Linked DNA regions of Mus musculus: region 1 is linked to region 2. The links are chromatin contacts, called in public promoter capture Hi-C maps. All regions are on one chromosome and are shown on one strand. The core of a region is the stretch at or near the end of the contact, and the rest is flanking DNA. Distances in the headings are between cores, read along the strand shown. Region 1 holds the start of Pqbp1 (polyglutamine binding protein 1). Region 2 holds the start of Usp27x (ubiquitin specific peptidase 27, X chromosome).

What was found. Capture Hi-C pulls out chosen DNA fragments and counts their contacts.
Region 1: a promoter capture Hi-C map of adipose tissue shows a contact between it and region 2, with 2.4 times the contacts expected there. The contact joins the promoter of Pqbp1 here to the promoter of Usp27x in region 2. A contact is called at or near these places in 3 of 39 promoter capture datasets (hippocampal neurons, liver and stem cell-derived epiblast-like cells) and 1 of 9 other capture datasets (adipose tissue).

The regions. Positions count from the first base shown.
Region 1 is chrX:7,897,437-7,901,173 of GRCm38.p6, forward strand. It overlaps Pqbp1 (polyglutamine binding protein 1), which reads right to left and starts at 1,564. Exons shown (of 7, transcript NM_019478.4): 1 at 1,335-1,564; 2 at 1,115-1,200. The coding sequence starts at 1,181. It overlaps Timm17b (translocase of inner mitochondrial membrane 17b), which reads left to right and starts at 1,900. Exons shown (of 6, transcript NM_011591.5): 1 at 1,900-2,033; 2 at 3,525-3,624. The coding sequence starts at 2,008.
Region 2 is chrX:7,374,492-7,378,285 of GRCm38.p6, forward strand. It overlaps Usp27x (ubiquitin specific peptidase 27, X chromosome), which reads right to left and starts at 1,339. Exons shown (of 1, transcript NM_019461.4): 1 at 1-1,339. The coding sequence starts at 370. It overlaps Gm14379 (predicted gene 14379), which reads left to right and starts at 1,434. Exons shown (of 2, transcript NR_026741.1): 1 at 1,434-1,792; 2 at 2,033-3,551.

The DNA.
Region 1 (3,737 bases), core at 314-2,813, 520 kb after region 2:
TGAACTCAGGACCTTCAGAAGAGCAGTCAGTGCTCTTAACTGCTGAGCCATCTCTCCAGCCCCCAGATCATCTTTTTTGACTGTTAGCATATCATACGTGCCAGGCACTTAGGCAGCCTTAAATAAATGTTAATGGTTATGGTGCCCATCACCCAAGTACCTCTGCTGAGGTAAACATAGAGCATCAGCATCCTGTCACTGTATTTGGCACATAGGAGACTGCAGGATAGATCAGATGCCTTTTTGGACCCTTAATCCTAGCATTAGGAAAGCGGAGACAGGCAGATCTTGATGAATGCAAAGCCAGCCTGATATACAGAATGGGTCCCAGGCCTGCCAGAAGTACAGAATGAGACCATGTCTCAAACATTAATTAGTTAAATACCATGCAGTCATGGGTTTATTTTACTTATTTTCTGATACACACACATATATATACACATATATACATGTGTACATACACACACAGACACATGTATATCTGGCCTAGAATTCAGTATGTAAACCAGGCTGTCTCCTGTGATCCCTTTTACCTGCCCCAGCCATGCTGGGGACTACAGATGAATGCCACCATACTTATGTCTATTTGTTTTTTATTTTTTGAAGACTGGGTCTTGCCAAATTGCCATGTCTGGCCTTGACCTCCTGGACTCAAGCCATGTTTGTAGCTCAGCCTCCTTAGTACCTGAGATATTTGTACCTGCCACCGTGTCCACTTGATTCATGACTTAAATTAAAGCTATCCCTCCAGCCTTACACTTCACACAGCACCCACCAACCACGAAGAAGTAATGAATATCAGAAAAAATTATATTGACAACGAGATGCCTGCCAGGCCATGCAAGATACCAAGTATCAAAACCAAGGTGCCAGTCAAGGAGATATACTTCAATAGAGCGCATCCAAGAGCTCTGGTCTAACCCCAGCAGTACAAGGGGGCGGGGGAAGATGCACACTAGGACGGCAGAAGATGGCAGAGCACTTACTTAGCAAACACCTAGGTTCGACAGGGGCGGGAGGGGGCGGAGAAAAGGGGGAATAAAGAATAGAATAAACAGCAGAACGTCTATTAACACTGGCACATGATAGATGCATCTGCTTTTAGTTTTCTCACCCGGCTCCAGATGTTTGAGGATGCCCCTCTTCGCCAAGCGGGTCTGCAGCGCAACAGGAAGCGGCATAGTGGGTAGCTGACCAGACCTAGAAACAGACAAGACAGTACTGAAGGGCAGATCTGATTAACATTTCAATCTGGATAGCCAGTAACCACGCGTGTGTTCACACACACACACACACACACACACACACACACACACACACACACACACACACACCTACGTAACTGCAACAGTAGCTGGAAGAGAACAAAAATGCGTGCTAAAAGATAAAAGAGATATGTAGCAATATGGCCAGAATTAGGATCAGCAGAACTCTCCGGACCCAGGCACTGGAGACCGGATGGACCAAAGACCCAGTTCCTCTCTAGACCAAGGCTCCACCCATCACCCAAGGGACCAAGTGCCACACACCCGCAACCCAGAAATGGGATCACCCAACGTTCCTCAAAGTCCGCACGGTGGGCGGAACCAAGGCGCTAGGATGGGGGAGATACAATGCCAACGCCATCTCCAGCTTTAAAAGAAAGCTTACACCCCAGCCTTACCAGTACAACTGTGCGATTAGTCAAAGTCTATCTCCTTACCCTCCTCTCCCTCATTGGCACAGTGCTTACCAACACCGAAGGGCTCTTGGTTTAAAGCACAACAGGCTCCTCGACTCTCCCCAGGTGCAATTAACTGGTCGCATCCGACGCTTACATGGAACGGATGTGGCCCTTCTGGCTAGCCAATAAGAGCGCGCCGTTGGCCTTACGTAAGCAGAGAAGAACCAATTGTTCCCTTGGTCTACGTACAGCGCCTCAGAGCTTGTGGGCGTTTCGGAGCGGGAGGGGGACGGGGGGAGTGTCTCGCCCGCGCCACCGACTGCGCCAGGCCGGACTCTGGCGCCATGGAGGAGTACGCTCGCGAACCTTGGTACGGCGATGGGCACAGGCTTCGGGACAGTCCGCGCGACGCTCAGGCGGACAACGGGAGGCGGGCGGGGAAGGCAGGGGCTGCAGTGTCAAGTCCCTGACCCGGGAGGCTCGGAAACTTCACTGCCTCTGCGCATCCGGCATGGCCCCTCCCACTCGGACTTCGTCAAAAAACCGCCACCGTGGAGTGTCCCAGTATGTGCGGTGTGGGACAAACTATCGCACTGTTGCCCTGGCTCTTCTCCTAGACCCCCTTTGTGAGCCAAAAGAGAAACGCTGGGCAGATCCATTCCGGCGGTGAGGGAGGAGAGGCGTGGAGCCAATATCCACAGGGTTTCTTCGTGTCGCTTTTCTCAGGCTGGCTTTTGACATAGGATAGGGCATGTGTGAACTCACTGTGGGCTAAGCCAGATGGCACCTGGCTTTTCCGCACGGTCTTTTGATTTGTCCGATTTAGGTTTTAAAAGGACACAAGGGTTTCTCTGGACGTGCTTTTTGTGTCGAACCGAGTGTCAGTCACCCTGTTTATATTTTACTTAAATAACGTTTGCTAGTTAACACTATTGAAGCCTGACACGACAACTCCCCCCCCCCCCTCCCAGACACGGTTACTCTGTGGTGTAGCCCTGGCTGTCCTGGAACTCACTCTGTAGTCTTGAACTAAGAAATCCTCCTGCCTCTGCCCCCCAAGTTCTGGGATTAAAGGCGTGAACCACCCCTGCCAGGCACATGACAACTCTTACTGATTTTTGATAGTAACAAAAACCATTTTGTTTTTGGCTCCTGGTTCTAGGATTTGAGGGACTCTGTTCTTCAAATCTAGTTTCACGTAGAACTCTCTGAGAATACTGTATTGTCAGAAACAGTCATAGGGGCTCAGTGGTAGAGTAGTTGATTTAAGCAAGAGACAGATTGTGGGGGACAGGGGACCTAGATTCCAAAGCCATTTGATTTTTGATAATGACAAAAACAGTTGTATTGACGCTTGCTTGTAATCAAGAGCACTGCTCTGCCAGTAGTAAACCCATCGTTGCAAGGCTATGTGGTGAGACACCTCCCCCATCCCAAATTGTTTTCTCACTTTTGTACCACAGATAGATTTACAAACCTTTTCTTTTGGGGTTTGTTTGTTTTGAGACAGTATCTCACTATAGAACCCTGGCTGGCCTCGAACTGACTAGACTAGGCTGACCTCTGACCTCAGAGTGCTGGTATTAAAAGGCACAAACTTTCTTTGTGGGACAGGGTCTCCATTTAGAGCCCAAGTTGGACTGCCAACTTGTGATCCTCCTGTCTCAGCCTTCCAAGTGTTGATCACAGGTGTGCAGAAACACATCTGGTTTTCCTTTCTGGCTTTCTGGGGAATATAAAAAGTGTCAGAACTAATTTGTTGTCATCTAAGGTGTTCTGCATCAGTCCTGAGCTTCCCTGTTTGGTTCTCCAAGCAGGGCAGGGTCTCACATTAACCCAATCTTTTCCTTCCTGCTTGCAGCCCATGGCGAATTGTGGATGATTGCGGTGGAGCTTTCACCATGGGTGTCATTGGTGGTGGAGTCTTCCAGGCTATCAAGGGCTTCCGCAATGCCCCTGTTGTGAGTTGGGCCTTCCTCCAGTGGTGTGGGAATCTGCGGTCTTGCTGACATAGGAGTACTGCTCTGAGCATACTGAACATTCTGTTGATTGTTCACCTACTGTGTGTTGGGCC
Region 2 (3,794 bases), core at 89-2,588:
AGACCAGACACAACTCAGGGCTGGGCATTTCACACCGGTGCCTGTCAGAGAGAAAGAAATCTCTCAGTATTGGAGTGTGGGTCAAGGCCTGGACAATGCAGTTCATAAAACACGTGTTGCCAAGATTAATTAGTCCTCGTAAGCCGATGGTAAAGCTGGAGGCGATCCTTCTTCTCCGTGGGTTGTGCCCCAGAAGTTCTAGTTCAGGTTTGGTCGTTTCCCAGGTGGGATATTTCTCCCCAAGTCCCGGCACTGAACACTGTTGCTGAGAAACCTCTGTCGAGGTGGACGCTTGTAATTTCAAGGCTTCTCCTTGCTCTTCTTTGGCAATTTGCTCAATGTCTATGTCATACACATAGTCTTTACACATGAAGCAGTATATGCCTCCATAATAAAGATCTACCGCTAAGTTGTGCTGTTTTGTCTCAGCGTGCTCGTGGATGTGTTTCTCTGTGAAGCAGCCAAAGAAGACGCAGGAAAGGCAAGAGTGGAGTCTGTTTAAATGGGTGCCACACACATGGCAGACGCACGACTTTGCCTTGCTTTTCCTGGTCTCTGGGGTTCCACACCACACGAAGCACTGGTAGATAACCCGCAATTCCTGCCTCCAGTTCTCTCCCACCTTAAAGCTGTTCACGTGGGAACAACCTGGTGGCCCCACAGCAAAATCCACATCCAGGCATCCGCCCCCAGGACCACGCCGGGGCCGGGGCCGGGGTGGGGGCCGTGGCCTAGGCTGCGGCGGGGTACGAAGCCTAGTCTGGGGCCGGGGCCGGGGTCGGCGGCGCGGGGCACGACTGCGACGCGGAGAGGGATCAGGGGGCCGCGGAGGGTCGGAGGGAAGGGTGGGGGGAGGAACCTCGTCGCCGCTGCCGCCAACACCGCTCTGCGCTGGGTTCTCATCCTTCGGCTCCTTCTCGGGCTGCCTCTCAGGCTCAGGCTCAGGCTCAGGCTCAGGCTCAGGCTCAGGCTCCTGTAAGGGCTCGGGTTCGGGCTCCGGCTCGGGCTCCGGCTTCTGTTCGGGTTCCGGCTCCGGCTGGGGCTCGGGCTCGGGCTCCGGCTCGGGCTCTGGCTGGGGCTCCGGCTCGGGCTCCCGCTCCGGCTCCGGCTCGGGCTCCCGCTCGGGCTCCCGCTCGGGCTCCGGCTCGGGCTCCGGCTCGGGCTCCTGCTCCAGCTCCAGCTTGAGCTCAGCCCCGCGGCCCGGACCCTCCGCGATCTCCACCTTCCCGGTGGCGTCCACCTTCCCTGCTGTCTCCACCTTCCCGGTGGCGTCCACCTTCCCGGCCGCCTCCACCTTCCCCTCCACCTTCTCCGCCTCCACCTTCCTCTATGCCTTCTCTCCCGTCTCCGCCGTCTCCGCCTCCTCCAGCCTCCTCCGCCTCCACTGGCTGCGACTCCTCCCCCTGCTCGTGGGGCTCGGGCGGCCACTGGGCGTGGTGGCGCGGGGGCCACGCAGACCTGGGGTGTCCCCGTCCGGACTGAGGGAGCGCGGTGGTTGTGGCAGCTGGACCCAAAAGGGACTTTCACTGAAGGAGGCGGCAGCGGAAGCAGGCGACGCCCCCGGGAATGCTCCCGCCGAAGCCCCCTAGCGGAGGCCGCTTCTGCAGCCAGGCCCCGTTTCCTTTAATTCAATATTTCCCAAACTTGCTGGTTCACGACAATCACGTGGGGGAGCGTGTTAAAATTACAGATTCCTCGGCTCCACCCGCAGGCCTACTGAATCAGACTCTTGAAGGGAGGTACTCCGGAACCTGGATCTCTAACTAGGGCCGGAGAAACTGCTAGTGATCAGGCAAGTTTGGGAAACACAGCTCTAATTCATTGAGGCTGGCGGGAAGTGGGGCGGGGACCGCGCAGTCTCTTTAAGGCGCTTCCAGCTCTCCGCTCCAATCGCTGCTCTGACCCCCTAGGCGGTCTCCTCCCCTCTAGTACTGCCCTCAAGGGTGCAGCTTCCCCTAGCCTGTGGGGCGGGGGGCCCGAAGGGTTGTCTTGTCTAGAAACGTTTCTGAGGCCATAAAATATCCCTTCACAGTCTGGTACTTGAGAATAAAGGCGGGAGCTCCGACATCCATCATTCCAGCGGCTGAACCTGCCTCCAGCAGCTGAACGTACCCCCAACATGTCTCAGTCTCCCCCTCTAGGTCCAACTCCTGCTCTCCCAGAAACGATGAAGCTCAAACTTTACTGGGGACCAGCCTGAACCCCAGATCTAGAGGGACAACAGTGCTCCCAAGGCCGCTCCACCTGAAGGGACATGTCTCTTTGAGAAACTTATCAGCCCATCCTGTGCTGGCTCCTTGCCTCCCACTCAGGCTCCAAAGGCCCTGGGTGGGATGACTGGTTGACAGCTGGCCTCCAGATACAGCACTCCAGATACTGAGCAGCCTGTGGGCAGAAACAGTCACTCCAAGGCCAGCAGGGGAAACCAGACACTGCAAGGCTGTTCCTACAGGTTGCACCTCCCTTACGCTGCAAGGAACCCAAACTACAAAGTCTGAGACCCATAAGATTTAGCAGAGTCTTGGGTGGGCAGCACGTAGGAATAAAGCGGGTATCTTTGGAGCTGCCAGTGAGGAGAGAGTCTGGGGGCCTGCTGTATGAAAAGCAGCATCATAGAGCCCAGGAAGAATGAGTCCAGAACAAACAGCTCAGGTCTTGGGCAGAGTGGGGATGTCAGAAGCAGCTGCAACTGCTGCTTCTGGAGGGTGCAGCCAAAGGCAGGGATCAGCACGTGGGGAGAGAGTGAGCTAAGAAGAGTCCAGTGCCTCAGTGTGACAGCCGGCTGTACCTGGTGCACATGGATGGTCCTACTCTAGGGGGCTCTGCTGTCTACAAAGCATCCCTGGTCAGCATTGGAAATCAGCCTCCACCTGAGTCATGCTTCATAGAGGAAGCAAAGACATACTCCTTGGGGATTAGTCAGGGAGCTGGAGCCCTTATGGAGGCTGTGTGGTTCCTAGCTAGCCTAAGGCTACCTTAGTGCCTGCCTTCCCTAAGTCAGCTCTGTTTTCAATTCCTTGAAGTGTCCTTCCAACAAATGCCTGCCCTTTGTCACCTGCAACTAGAGGAAGTCCAACCAGTATGGCTACCAAAGGAATGATGCAGCTGCTAAGAATGACTGAGCTCATGGAGCACGAGTGAAGAAGGCAAGGAAGGAGAACGTTCATCCTATCCTCACAGGCTACCAACCAACAAAGAAATCTAAAGATCGCCATGCTTAGGAGTCCTGCTGCTGAATAATGGCTATGTAACCCAGTTGCCCCACTACTCATCAGCTTCCTGTGAAGCTCACAGAGGAACCTGGGCACTGCCAAGGCCAGAAAACTCTGGAAGTGGGGGGCTCTGCCATCATTCACCCCACCATCTATGGCCAGGCACTAAGAGCTATGTACTATGTATTAAGAGCACTGAGCCAAAGACACCCCAGGATTAGATTTGGCTTTCCTAAAAGGAACACACATGCTAAAGAAGTGGCTTTAGGACAACTAGCAGAAAAGAAGCACCAAATATTTAAATAAATAAATAAATGAATGAATGGATGAATGAATGAATAAATAGTAGTTGAGTACTTTTCTTTAAAAAAAAAAAGTTGCCCCTCATTGGAAATTTTGCAACTTAGTGATTATTTTCTTACATTCATTTCCTCATTGTATTCTTCCTTTACTTTAATCACCAGTGATACAAGTCACCATAATCTTTACAGGTATAGAGCTTGTATAGTCTGGACTTAGTCCTGGGCAGACATCACCGCCTCTGCCTCACAAAGACCTGCATAAACCTACAGAAGACCTTAA